Linked DNA regions of Mus musculus: region 2 is linked to region 1. Evidence: chromatin contacts called from public Hi-C data. All regions are on one chromosome and are shown on one strand. The core of a region is the stretch at or near the end of the contact, and the rest is flanking DNA. Distances in the headings are between cores, read along the strand shown. Region 1 overlaps Slco3a1 (solute carrier organic anion transporter family, member 3a1). Region 2 holds the start of Gm39037 (a long non-coding RNA gene).

Region 1 (5,892 bases), core at 754-3,253:
ACCACCAAGTTCTGGTGAGGAATTGGGAACAATGGCAATAGCCTGTACTATTTGGAGGGTCTCCAGGACACCTCTGACCAACAACTCAAGGACTGGTAACCTATACTTGCACTGAACTTTTATGTTCATTACAGAAACCATAGACTGCCAAACAGATATGTCATTTTATTTTTGTAGTTCCGGGGACTGGATATCCAGGATCAAAGCCTTAGTAAAGTATCCAGACAAGAGGCTACTTTTTGGCTCCTAGATGAACATCTTGCTGTATCCTAACAGGGCAGGCAAAGTGGGAAAACCTCCTAGGTATCGTATATAAGGTGACTAATTTCATTCTAAGGGTTCTGTCCATACGATCTAGTTGTCTCTAAACATCCTCATCTTGAGGGTTAAGGTTTCTCCCGGGGATTTCAGGAGAGCTGAAGCAGTCATGGCATGGTAACACTCTGGCCCTAACTATCCACCCCCAGGCTGCCTGCTAACAACACTGCTGTGCACGCTCAGATGGGTGAGTGTATTTGAGTTACAGATGTGGGAAGCTGATGTCTTCGGCTACAGTAGCATGATGCTGAAAGAAAAAAAAAAACAAAGCCCTCAGGGAGTTAGAATTAGACCTTTGCTGTTCAGCAAACTGGGTACCTATCACAAACCATGGGAATCCCAATCCGTCTCCCACCCAACCTTCAAATATGAATCTACTACTTACTGCTTACGGCGCTACTTACTCCATTCTGTTTTCCTGTTCAGAAAAAGGGAAGTGAGCTCCAAACCTAATTAAGATAGTGTTTAAGCCTTGGAACTAAACTCATTCACAAACCAATTGCACTGGGGCTCTGAGCCTTGTCTGGCCACCCCACGTTGTACGTGTGGTTCAAATTATGATCACTTATCATTAATTCTCTAGTTTAAGGACTGGAGAAGGCTTTTAAGAGTTGACTCCGCCGCTCCCCACGCTCGGTCGGATCACAAGGCTCCAGGCAGTTTGCAGTCAGCGCAGAGGCTCCATCCAGACTGAAGCATGTCTCAGAACACGCTCCTCTATAATTAACAGCTGCAGGCGCTTAGAATGTTCTGTCTGTGTGGCATCATCTGCCCTGTTCCTTGGCTGTCGGAGCTAGAAAGCTGGAGGATCCAGAGCCTCCTTTGAGTTCCCTATTCTCTGCCTTCCCCTCATTAGGGTTTGGACGTAGTGTATCTACACTTACTCGCCACGTCCCTCCTAACTGTGTAGCTGAGAAGACCCAGAACCTTCTGAGCCTCACCTGTCCCATCTGTATCGCACTGTATCTCCAACCTGCTTCGCATGGCAGTTCCTTGGAATCCAACCCTTACTTTAAGACTTATACTCAGAGTCAATCCTACTGGGTATTATTGAAACACAGTTATTGCAGAGGTCACAGATTACCGAGTCTATGCGCTGAATCAGGGGTTTTCCCTCAGGGACATTTCTACCCGCCTAGGGATAACGGGAAACCTCTGGGCAGTTTGGGTTATCAGGGCTTCAGGAAGAGAGTCCACCTAAGTACCTGAAATACCCAGGACAGCATCCTACCCAATCCAGGAATTACTTAGCTTTTGATAGCTGGGGCTCAGAGGTCCTGACCTAAGGAAACTAACCCAGATGTACATGCAGGTATTTTTGATGCAATGTGATAACAGTTTGAGAACTGGTGCATACAGAGGGCGGAGACTCTGTGGTTCTCAGTGAGGGGTCATCTCCCCTGTCCTTCGATCGATGCTGTACTGCAATATCTGAGGAAGAAGTCATTGGCACTCACAATTTTGTTTTGTGAGAGCAGTGTTATCCCATGCATACAGATCTGTCTAGTGATCCTGCAAGACCCAGTTCTCAGTTCCGATGCTTCCCCATCAACATCCACACCTAGATGAAAGGCTCCAGGTTAAAGGGACTCCAGGGTAGGAGCCCAGCCGGCTAGGGGAAGAGGCATCCCTCAACCATGAAAATTCCTTTGCGTTTGCCTTCGCTGCTGAGATCTGCTGGGGAAGTTATGAATGAGTCACTATGAATCATTGGGGAATGCCCTCCCCGGAGCGACTGTGCTGGAGAATCCACACAGAAATCTGTCGTGTCTTTTCCTGCCTCTCTCCCCAAAGACTGCAAATAAAGCCAGAAGTCGTTAACGTGACTAGAGCTATAACTTTATACTGTTAAAGTAAGAAAAGTAAAGAATGCTAAAAGCAGCCAAATAGGGTGGATTCTTGCTCAGATTCAAGAAGGGCAGAGTACAGTGAAGACTCAAGACATTGTGCTGTGTGGGCATGAGGCTCATTCAGAGCCAGCTGCTCTCCAAGCGTGTCATCCTCTGCCCCCAGCGAGGTGAAGGCAGAGTGGAAAGATCACATGGCCTTTGATTCACAAAACCAGAATTATCACACCACTGGCTTTCCTTGGCTTAGTGGTCTGCAAAGGGAGTTTTGGTGGTAACTCCCACCACTGTTTCGGGATACAGTAAGTTAAGGCCATGAAAGCTAAGCAACCATTCAGAATTAACATTAGGTGTCAGGGCATGAGAGCATCAGTGTGTCTTTCCTGTAAACAGGGCATCCTGCAGTATTTACAGCTGAAATGATGTCTGGGATGGGCACCAATATTCCACAGGATAAGAGGAGCAGGGGAAAGTGATAGGACAGTGAGCACCCATTGATGTTGGCTATGGATAGGGATGGGTATCTAGACATTCACTATGTAGTCTGTGCTGATTAGGGTTAGGGTCCCTCCCAGTCTGCCCACACATGGAGCTCTGCTCTCTGAGAACTCACCTCCCTACTCAGAGAGGGCCAACACAGAAATCTGGGAGTTAGGCATCCAACACTTCTAAACCATTTTCTGGGAACTGGCTAAGAACTGTGGAAAGGAACAAGCAAGCTGGGGGACTACTGAGGTGAAAGATGAGCTTAAGGCAGGGGGCCATTGCAATCAGTGTGTTAGACTGAGCGGGACCTGGAGGACCTGGTATTCATAGAGATGGAAGAGAGAAAAACAGCCCAACCCTAATGCTCTTGTCTGTCCCAGGCCCTTTGCCCCATCCCTGGGGTGTGAGACATAGGTGGAGTAGCTCTGATCTTGGGGCATCTCCCAGTCTTCTGGGCTACAGAAGAGGGAACACAGAGTCCTCTCAGTTGGAAGGGATTCAGAGGACAGGGCGGAGGACTTTGGAACTGGCGAAGTAAAGGCACTTACACACCCCCTTTAGCCTTTAACAAAACACAAGTCAGAGGCAGAGTGTGGCAGTAAAGTGCTGTACATCTCTGTAGCTCAGAAAAATGCCCCGTGGTGTGAGGTTACACAGGCTAAATGGCGGCTCCAAGTAGCCATCCTGATGGAAGTGTCTAGGGTGGCGTTGAGGGTCGCTGTGACTATTCCTTGGCTGCCTATGGGTTCTGTTTTGGCCCTAATGTTTCAGTTGTGAGTTCTGAGAATCTGTCACTTTTCCCATCTGGCTTCAGAAGCCGAGCCTGTACCGGTGCCTCTTTCCTGGCATATGAATGTATCTCGGGTGTGATTTGGGGACTGAGTGTGATGCACTTTGACCCCTCCTACTGAGTAACATGCTTGGGAACCAGGAGGCTCTTTCTTTTTTTTTCAACTGCCAGGGTAAGTTAGGGACACAAGCCAGCTCTTACTTACGACAGCCGCTCTTCCCCCCCCCCCCGCACCCCCCCCCCGCCCCTGTACAAATTGGCTGAGCCAGAGGGCAGGGCAAGTACTCCTCAGTTTTCTTCCTGAATTCTGATAGCTTTTCAGTTCACTGGTAAGCTTCAAAAGGTTTTAGAATAGTGCAAAATAAAAGTGTTTTGAGAGAAACGAGGAACACCAATCCTAAATAGTATAGCCACCTCTATTAGGTGTTAGTCAGTAGCTTGTCTTGATGCTATGACAAAATGCCCTAACCAAAGCAGCTTAAGGAAGAAGGGGTTCCTGCTGCTCGTAGTTAGAAGGTCCAGTTCATCACTGCAGGGAAGGCATGATAGTGGGAACATGGGGCAACTTGCTACACAGTGCTCACAGACCAGAAGCAGAACACCATGGCCGCTGGTCCTCAGCTCATTTCCTCCTTTTTAGCTGGTCCAGGACTCCAGCCAATGAGATAGTGCTGCTCATAGGGTGGATCTTGTCAATTCAATTAACTCAATCTGGAAACTTCTCCACAGACAGACTTGCCCAGAGGCAGGAGCCCACGGTGATTCTAGGTTCTATCAGGTTGATAGTAGATGTTATCCAACACAAGGATGGTTTGTTTTGTCTTGGTCTTTGTTGTTCCTTCACTAGATTTTCAATTATATTCTTAGAAGGTGATTTATCATTGTTTACTCCAGCTTGGTTAACAATAACTTTTTTGTGCCTCTGTACTGGATATAAGTAAATGGAAGACCTGAGAGTGAAACCAGTGAGGATGATGGCCTCCAAATTTCAGCATTGGATGGGTGGATGAGATGGGTGGATGGACTACAAAAGGGTGGATAGACAGACGGACAGACAGACAATAGATAGATAGATAGATAGATAGATAGATAGATAGATAGATAGATGATAAATATTGATACGTAAAAAGATATGTGGATATAGAAATATAGATAGATACAGATATAGATGATGCAGTATAGATTGAGCGTGTCACAAGTTACCATAGTAACTTGGAGCAATAGAAATTCATTATCTCATGTGTCTAAAGACCAGAAGAAACCTAAAGTCATGGCAACAGGACCCATTCCCTCCAAGGGAGAACTTTCTATACACATTGGATTTAGATAAGTTCAGGCATTCTTGATTTGTGGATGCTTCCAGAATGTCTCTTTTTCTCCTTCTGTCTCTTCTTTGATTCTATATGAAGGATTCTTGGATCCTAGGGCTGAATGGGTTAACCCATGATAATCTGACCTTCAGATTCCTAACATGATTATACATGAAAAGATATCAGCTCCTTCAGCTGTATCCATTCATTCAACTCCTTCTCCCCACCCCCTGCTTGGGAGCCTCAGCTTCAAGGATTCCTGTATGAAACTCAAGCTTTGAAGGGGAGGTTTGGGAGGCTTCGAATTGAAGTCCTAGGCTAGGAAATGGGCCAGGGCAAGTGAGAGTGGTGAGCTTGGGTACGACAGTATGGCATTTATGTCTAAGAAAAATAAAATGTTGTCTGTGCCACTCTATGTGTGTGAGAGAGGTTGAAATAAGATCAACAAACCTAGAACATAATCAAGGCTCTTTGTTCCAGGTTTAACTGAATGTCTGGGAACCAAGTCACCCCTGGCTGAGAGCCATTGCTCTAGACTTTAAGAATTTCATTGTAGGCAACCTGTTGAACACCAAAGCTTTCTAGCCATTCTTCTTCTTAAAATCAAAAATAACAAGAGGCTGTGATTGCTGCCTGCCTGGACTTTGAGATGGGAGGCACCCACAAACCCACAGAGTCCTGTATGAGAGCCAGACAGTTTTGTACAACCAGCTCCCCGCTTCCTGTCTCCAAGCAGAGTCTGACGTGGTTTTTTAACGTAAGGAGGCTTGTATGGGAATTCCCACTCCTGTTATGTTCCCAGGTGGGCCCTGGAGACACCTGCCCACTGTCAAGGGAACATTGTGTGGTCCAAAGGTCTGCCAGGTGTCCTGTGCAGCCAACTTCCTGACCCATGGCCTCCCCTAGAACATGCCTGGTAGTGAGGCATTCAGTAGCCTTTGGACACTCTATTCACGTGTATCCAAAGTGTCTGGTCATCTGCCTTGTCGTAACTAGATCAAGCATCTAATTTTGGGTTGTGCAGAGAAACCCAGAGTTCTTGTTCCCCGTGATGGCATTTTGGCCATGTCTCCTGCCCATTCTTTTGAAGGCTGAACCTTCTGTCCCTTCACTTGGTGCATGCATGTCTTCTATAGCCCTC
Region 2 (5,798 bases), core at 394-2,893, 250 kb before region 1:
CATCTTCTGATACATATGTAGCTAGAGACAGATCTCTGGGGGGTACTGGTTAGTTCATAATGTTGTTCCACCTATAGGGTTGCATTTCCCTTTAGCTCCTTGGGTACTTTCTCTAGCTCTTCTATTGGGGGCCCTGTGATCCATCCAATAGCTGACTGTGAGCAACCACTTCTGTGTTTGCTAGGCCAAATCAATCACATTTTTTTTTGCTTACTTCACAAAATACTTCACAAATCTTTACACCCGTATTTAATTTTGGTTCCAAGTCTTGCTCATCGAAATCATCTAGAATCTTGATTCTGTCAAATATTGCATTTCCATCCCTGTGACAGTTTCCCTGTTCTTCGAACTAAACATTTAGTGCTTCCGGGGTAGAGGCTACATTCTCTGGCTCCTGGGAATCAGAAAGTGAATGAATTAATGGTGCTTAGGTGCCGTGACCACCCAGAGAGATATGGAGTCTGAATGAATAGTGATAGCTTGATTACTGATATCACTAACATGCTGTGTGAATGGCAGATCACCCACAGGCAAACCAAAGTCAGTAAGATGGAAAATCATTTCTCTTCCCGTTAAAATGACTCACTGGTAATGTGATAAAAGATTCATATCTCCACTACAGTTTTAGAAAATCCATCAGCAGTTTCTGAAAAATAATCAATGAATCAATGATTTAATTCATGTTTCCACAGATCTGCCTCTCCCTCTATCTCTATTGCCTATCTGTGTACACACCCATTTAGCTACTTCTTGGTCTACCTTGGTCTGCCTACCTATCTATCCAGGTAACCAGCTAACTCAGAGAACAACTGGCTAAAAGTCAGAAAAACTCTGGGTGGGATTTTGCCTTTTTTGTGTGTTTGTTGATCCAGTGACTGGCCCAAAGCTCTCTGTTTTAGGATGACAATTTTCATATGTCATCAACATTTTTAATATGAATAAACATCATCCCTTGATACTACAACATGAAAGACAAAGCTTGAACTTCATTTTCTTCTCTCCTTCCTGTGGCCCAGTGGCCATGGAGACCTGCCGGCATGCCATCTCACATATTACTTATCATTATCCCTTGACTGACCTCATTGTCTTTCTAGACACTGGGAAACGAAGGGTCTGAGGTGACCAAGCTCTGAGGAATCCTTCCAGCCAGACATCTATTGATCCTTTACTCAAGGTGAGGCTGTTTGGTGTTGGAATTTTTATGTAGATCTTTGCCTTTAAGATAGTGATTCTCTTTTTAAGAGCTGTTATAGGCAAGAGTTGATAGAGGCAGGAATAGAACATGTTTGGTAATTTTATTTCTTCTTCAAAACCCTTTCTTAATGTTTGTAAGTGAAAGGTGTGAGGGGTGTCACTTTCTGGAGTATGGATTTTGTTGAATAGCCAGAGTAACTTGGGAAGAAATTTCTATCAAATCTGTGTGAAGCCTTGTGCAAATAGAGATTCAGCATGGATGCAGCATTCATACTCATCTATAAATAACTCATGGCTATTGTTTCTACAGATGTCCGAAACAATGCATGTCAGGAAAAGGCATTTGAAAAATCAGGAGCTTCCCCTAAACCCAAGACTACATTCTGTGACCCATCGAGTCAGTTCCAGGCATTCCTGGAGGCCACCAAAGACAGCCACAGCCCTGGCGGAATGAGGAAATAAACATTTGTTACAGAGAAGCCCAGGGGCTGGGAATGAGCAGCAAGCTAGGAGAGTCCATGAGCATAGAAATTAGTGTTGGAAAAGTATAATCTTGAACTTTTGTCTGATCACTAAAATGTATCCCCTGGATTGCTTTTGAGGGAATCACTATGGATGGATTCACGGGACATATGCTATATGTAGTCTCACTGGAACTTCAGGGAAGTCCTAACTTGAGTTTCATTGCATAGGTCTACTAGATGCGTTTTAAGGGACAGAGTGAACCAACATTGGTTAAATATTTACCACTTTCCAAACACTAAGAAAAAAATGATTAAATCTCAAAAGAATCCATTGAAATACTAGCTCATTTGAGATATGAGAAAAATGACCCCTGCAGAGGGGTACATATCTAACTCACCCAGTACAGAAAAGGCATCGATGAATTATATTCTCCTAGCACTTTTGGTCTACCATGTAGAAAGTAATACCATGTAATGTCACTGGAATTCTATATTTAAAAATGTAAGTAAACATTAGCCATAAAGTACTGGATAGCCAGGCTATAATCCACAGACCCCAAAGGAGCTAAGTAACAAGGAAGGCCCAAGAAAGGATGCTTGAATTCACTTAGAAGAAGAAATAAAATAGGCATTGGGAGTGGATGAAAGAGGGAATTGGGGTAGTGGAATAAACAGGAATGGGGGGGGGCAATCAGGTGTGGGGAGAGTAGGGTGGGGGGAGGGTTGGGAGAGAAAACAGAAATTGGTAGAGGGGGCATCTCTGAGACAAGCCGGAGACCTTGGAAGGGGGAGACTCCTCAGAGTTTGTGGAGGTGACCCTAGCTGAGGCTCCTAGCAGCTGGGGATATGGAGCCTGAAGTGACAAACTCCTGCAGTCAGGCAGGACTTCCAATGTAGGGAGGGGGAGACCAACCTACCACAAAACCTTTGACTTGACAGCCTATAAGATGTGTGGGGATAAAGATGAAGCAGAGATTGGAAGAATGACTAATGACTAGTCCAACTTGAGACCCACCCCATGGGAGGGAGCCAACTCCTGACACTATTATTAACACTATGTTATGCTTGCAGACAGGAGCCTAGCATAACTATCTCCTGAGAGGCTTCATCCAGTAGCGGATGGAAACAGAGGCAGAGATCCACAGCCAAACATCAGGCGGAGCTTTCGGAATCCTGTGGATGAGTGGGGAATAGGATTATGTGAGCTGCGCTGTTCAAGAATACCACAAGAAGACCTACAGAGTCAACTAACCTGGGCCCATGAGAGCTCACAGAGATTGAATCACCAACCAGAGTATGCAAGGGATAGACTTAGGCTCCCTACACATTTGTAGCAAATATGCATCTTGGTTTTCATGTGGATCCCCTAACACTTAGAGCAGGGCTGTCTTTGACTCTGTTGCCTGTCTTTGGATCTCTTTCTCCTATCTGGGTTGCCTTGTGTGGCCTCAGTGGGAGAGGATGTACTTAGTCCTGCTGCCTCTTGATGTATCAGGGTCAGTTGGTACCCAGGGGTCCACATCCTCTCAGAGGAGAAGGGGAGGTGGCAGGGGGAGGGGGATGTGAGGATGGAACTGGGAGGAAAGGAGGCAGTGGGTAGTGATCAGGATGTAAAGTGAATAAAAATAAATAAAAAGGTTACCTATAAAATGCTACCAATAATAACAAAATATTAATACATCTATAAACATCATTGCTGTAGAAAAAAATCTCTACAAATCTCTGGAGTACTGGACTCTTTGTTCAGTAATCAAGTTTATATCCTATTTCAATTCAGTAAGCTCTTCTGCAGCACTTGCTCCAGAAAAAAGATCAGCATATGTTTGTCCAGAAAAAGCCACAGCTCCATAGACTTGCTTTAGTAGTCAATGGGCCTTTCAGGATTACAGAGAAAGTGGTGTGTGTGTGTGTGTGTGTGTGTGTGTGTGTGTGTGTGTGTGTGTAGCTTTTATTTCATCTGCAGAAATTTCCTAATCCTCTCAAATTTAGAGTCTGGGCTTGGCAATGTATCTTGAAGTCCCAGCACATAGGCTGAAGAAGGAGGACTGCCGTGAGTGTGAGGCCAGTTTTCATAATAAGTTCCAAGCAAATCTGAGCTCCAGAATCAGGGTCTGTATAGACAAAACACAACACAAAAATAAGTAAATGGAATTTGAGGGATAATGTAATAGATTTGCTGAACTATTACTGTGAGTCTCCAGTTACTTCAGACAACTTAAGGATGGACCATATGAGCAAGCAAGGAGGCAGTTGCTTAAAATGATATAATGAATCCTTAAGAGGCAATCAGGAGAAATCCACTGTACAGAGTGAGGGGACAGTCTCCACACACTTAGTATGATGTGCCTCATCCCCACCTCCTTCCACCAGTCCTGAGTGCCCATTGGGAAAGACCCCAGCTCCCAGGACACATCCAGAACACAGGGTCAACTCAGCATCCTGAACTGCAAGGATTGAACACACGTACTACCACACTCAGGCAGTACTGCTTTGAAAGGCACTAAATCCATATGTAACAATCTGGAAGCAGGCATCCTCTGCTGCTCAGCAATGCTTCATTTCCATATGGCTTTTGCCTGTAAGCACAAGCCATATGTGAAATGGCTTGTATCAGAAGTCCTGGGCATACAAAGGAAGATATGAGCTGATGGAAATGCTCAGACCCTGGAGTAGAACTGAAAATTGTTATAACTTTATATTATTTAATCTATTTACTCATTATTGTTTGTTGCTTATTTGTATTGAGACAAGTTCTCTCTATGTAGCCTAGGCTGTCCTCAAATCCATGACTTACCTGCCTCAACATCCAGAGTTGGAAGGACTGAGCATATGCACTGCCACATTCAGCTAGTACTGCTTTGAAAGGGACTAAACCAATGTGTAATCATCTCGAAGCGTGTATCTTCTGCTGCTCAGCAGTGCTTCATTTCCATAGTAATGTTTTTTTGACTGTAAACATGAGTAGCCAGGCAGCAGAATTCCATTATCATATTGCATATTGTATGGAGTGACAGAAATAAAGCAAAAGCATTATATAATATAATATATATATAATATATAATATATATATATATATATATATATATATATATATATATATATATCAATGGAAGGCAGAGTTTTATTTAAAAGGTTGCACAGGATCAAAAGTGAAGAGCAGCTGAAATGAATGAAATAGGGTTATGACATAGTTTGTGTCCATTGCTGTGACAAACACTGTAAATAAAAGCTGCTGAGGAGAAAACAACGTCACAGTCTGTCATCAAGGGAAACCAGGGTGGGAGCTCAAGTATGACCCTGGGGTCAGTCACTGAATCAGAAACCATGGAGGAATCCTATGCCCTGCTTTGCTCTCTGACTTGCTCAGCTGTCTTCCTTATACAGCTCAGGCTTAGATGCTTTGGATTGGCACTATCCACAGTGAGCAGGGCCCTCTTACAACAATCATGATTTAACAAGTGCCCCACAGACATGCACATAGACTTATCTGATGACAGCAATTTCTCAATTCAGTTTCCCCTCCCCTGGTGACTCAAGTTTATGTTCAGTTGACAGAAAAATAACCAGAATAGACTATATATTCAAACATGTAAAATCTCAATGCAAGTGCTTAACCACTTTTTTTTTAAAAATAAAAATGAAGAGCTAAGGAGATGATCCAGTTAGTTAAGTGCCTACACTTAAGGCACAAGAAACTAAATTCATAACCCCAGAACCAATGTTAAAAAGTCAGGCACAGTGACTCATATCTGTAGTAACCCCAGAGTTCTGAGGCACAGACAGGAGGACCCCTAAGGCTCGTCAGCCAGTTCTTCCCAAATGAATGGACTTCAGATTCACTGGAGGGCTCTGTGTCCAGGCGGGAAGGTTGGTCTCCAAGCCCATATGCATGCATGTGCACACACATCCATGATAACAAGTACATACAACATGCAACATACACACAGACACAACATACAACATGCAACATACAACATACATACAGACACAACATGCAACATACATACAGACACAATTTAAAAATAAAAGTAAAAAGAAATCAGGGCCAGTGGGGTGACTTAGCAGGAAAGGTCACTTGCCTCTTAGTCTGACTCCATTCAATTTCATGGATCCACATGCTAGAAGAAGAGCACAGACTCC

What was found. A called contact is a pair of places that touch in the nucleus more often than the background predicts.
Region 2: a Hi-C map of the AML12 cell line shows a contact between it and region 1, with 4 times the contacts expected there. The contact joins two enhancer-like sites. A contact is called at or near these places in 1 of 484 Hi-C or Micro-C datasets (the AML12 cell line) and 1 of 115 datasets of contacts at active chromatin or transcription factors (fibro-adipogenic progenitors).

What each region holds. Positions count from the first base shown.
Region 1 is chr7:74,372,987-74,378,878 of GRCm38.p6, reverse strand. All of the region lies in intron 2 of Slco3a1 (solute carrier organic anion transporter family, member 3a1), which reads left to right. Among named protein-coding and RNA genes, the nearest start is that of Slco3a1, 180 kb to the left of the region's middle. Within about 2 kb of position 2,003, at least 80 of the 459 cell types and tissues checked have an H3K27ac peak or open chromatin away from gene starts, as enhancers often do. A contact at or near this core is called in the AML12 cell line, where this site is marked.
Region 2 is chr7:74,625,111-74,630,908 of GRCm38.p6, reverse strand. Gm39037 (a long non-coding RNA gene) reads right to left here and starts at 4,659. Exons shown (of 2, transcript XR_001778346.1): 1 at 4,453-4,659; 2 at 3,395-3,769. Within about 2 kb of position 1,643, at least 7 of the 459 cell types and tissues checked have an H3K27ac peak or open chromatin away from gene starts, as enhancers often do. A contact at or near this core is called in the AML12 cell line, where this site is marked.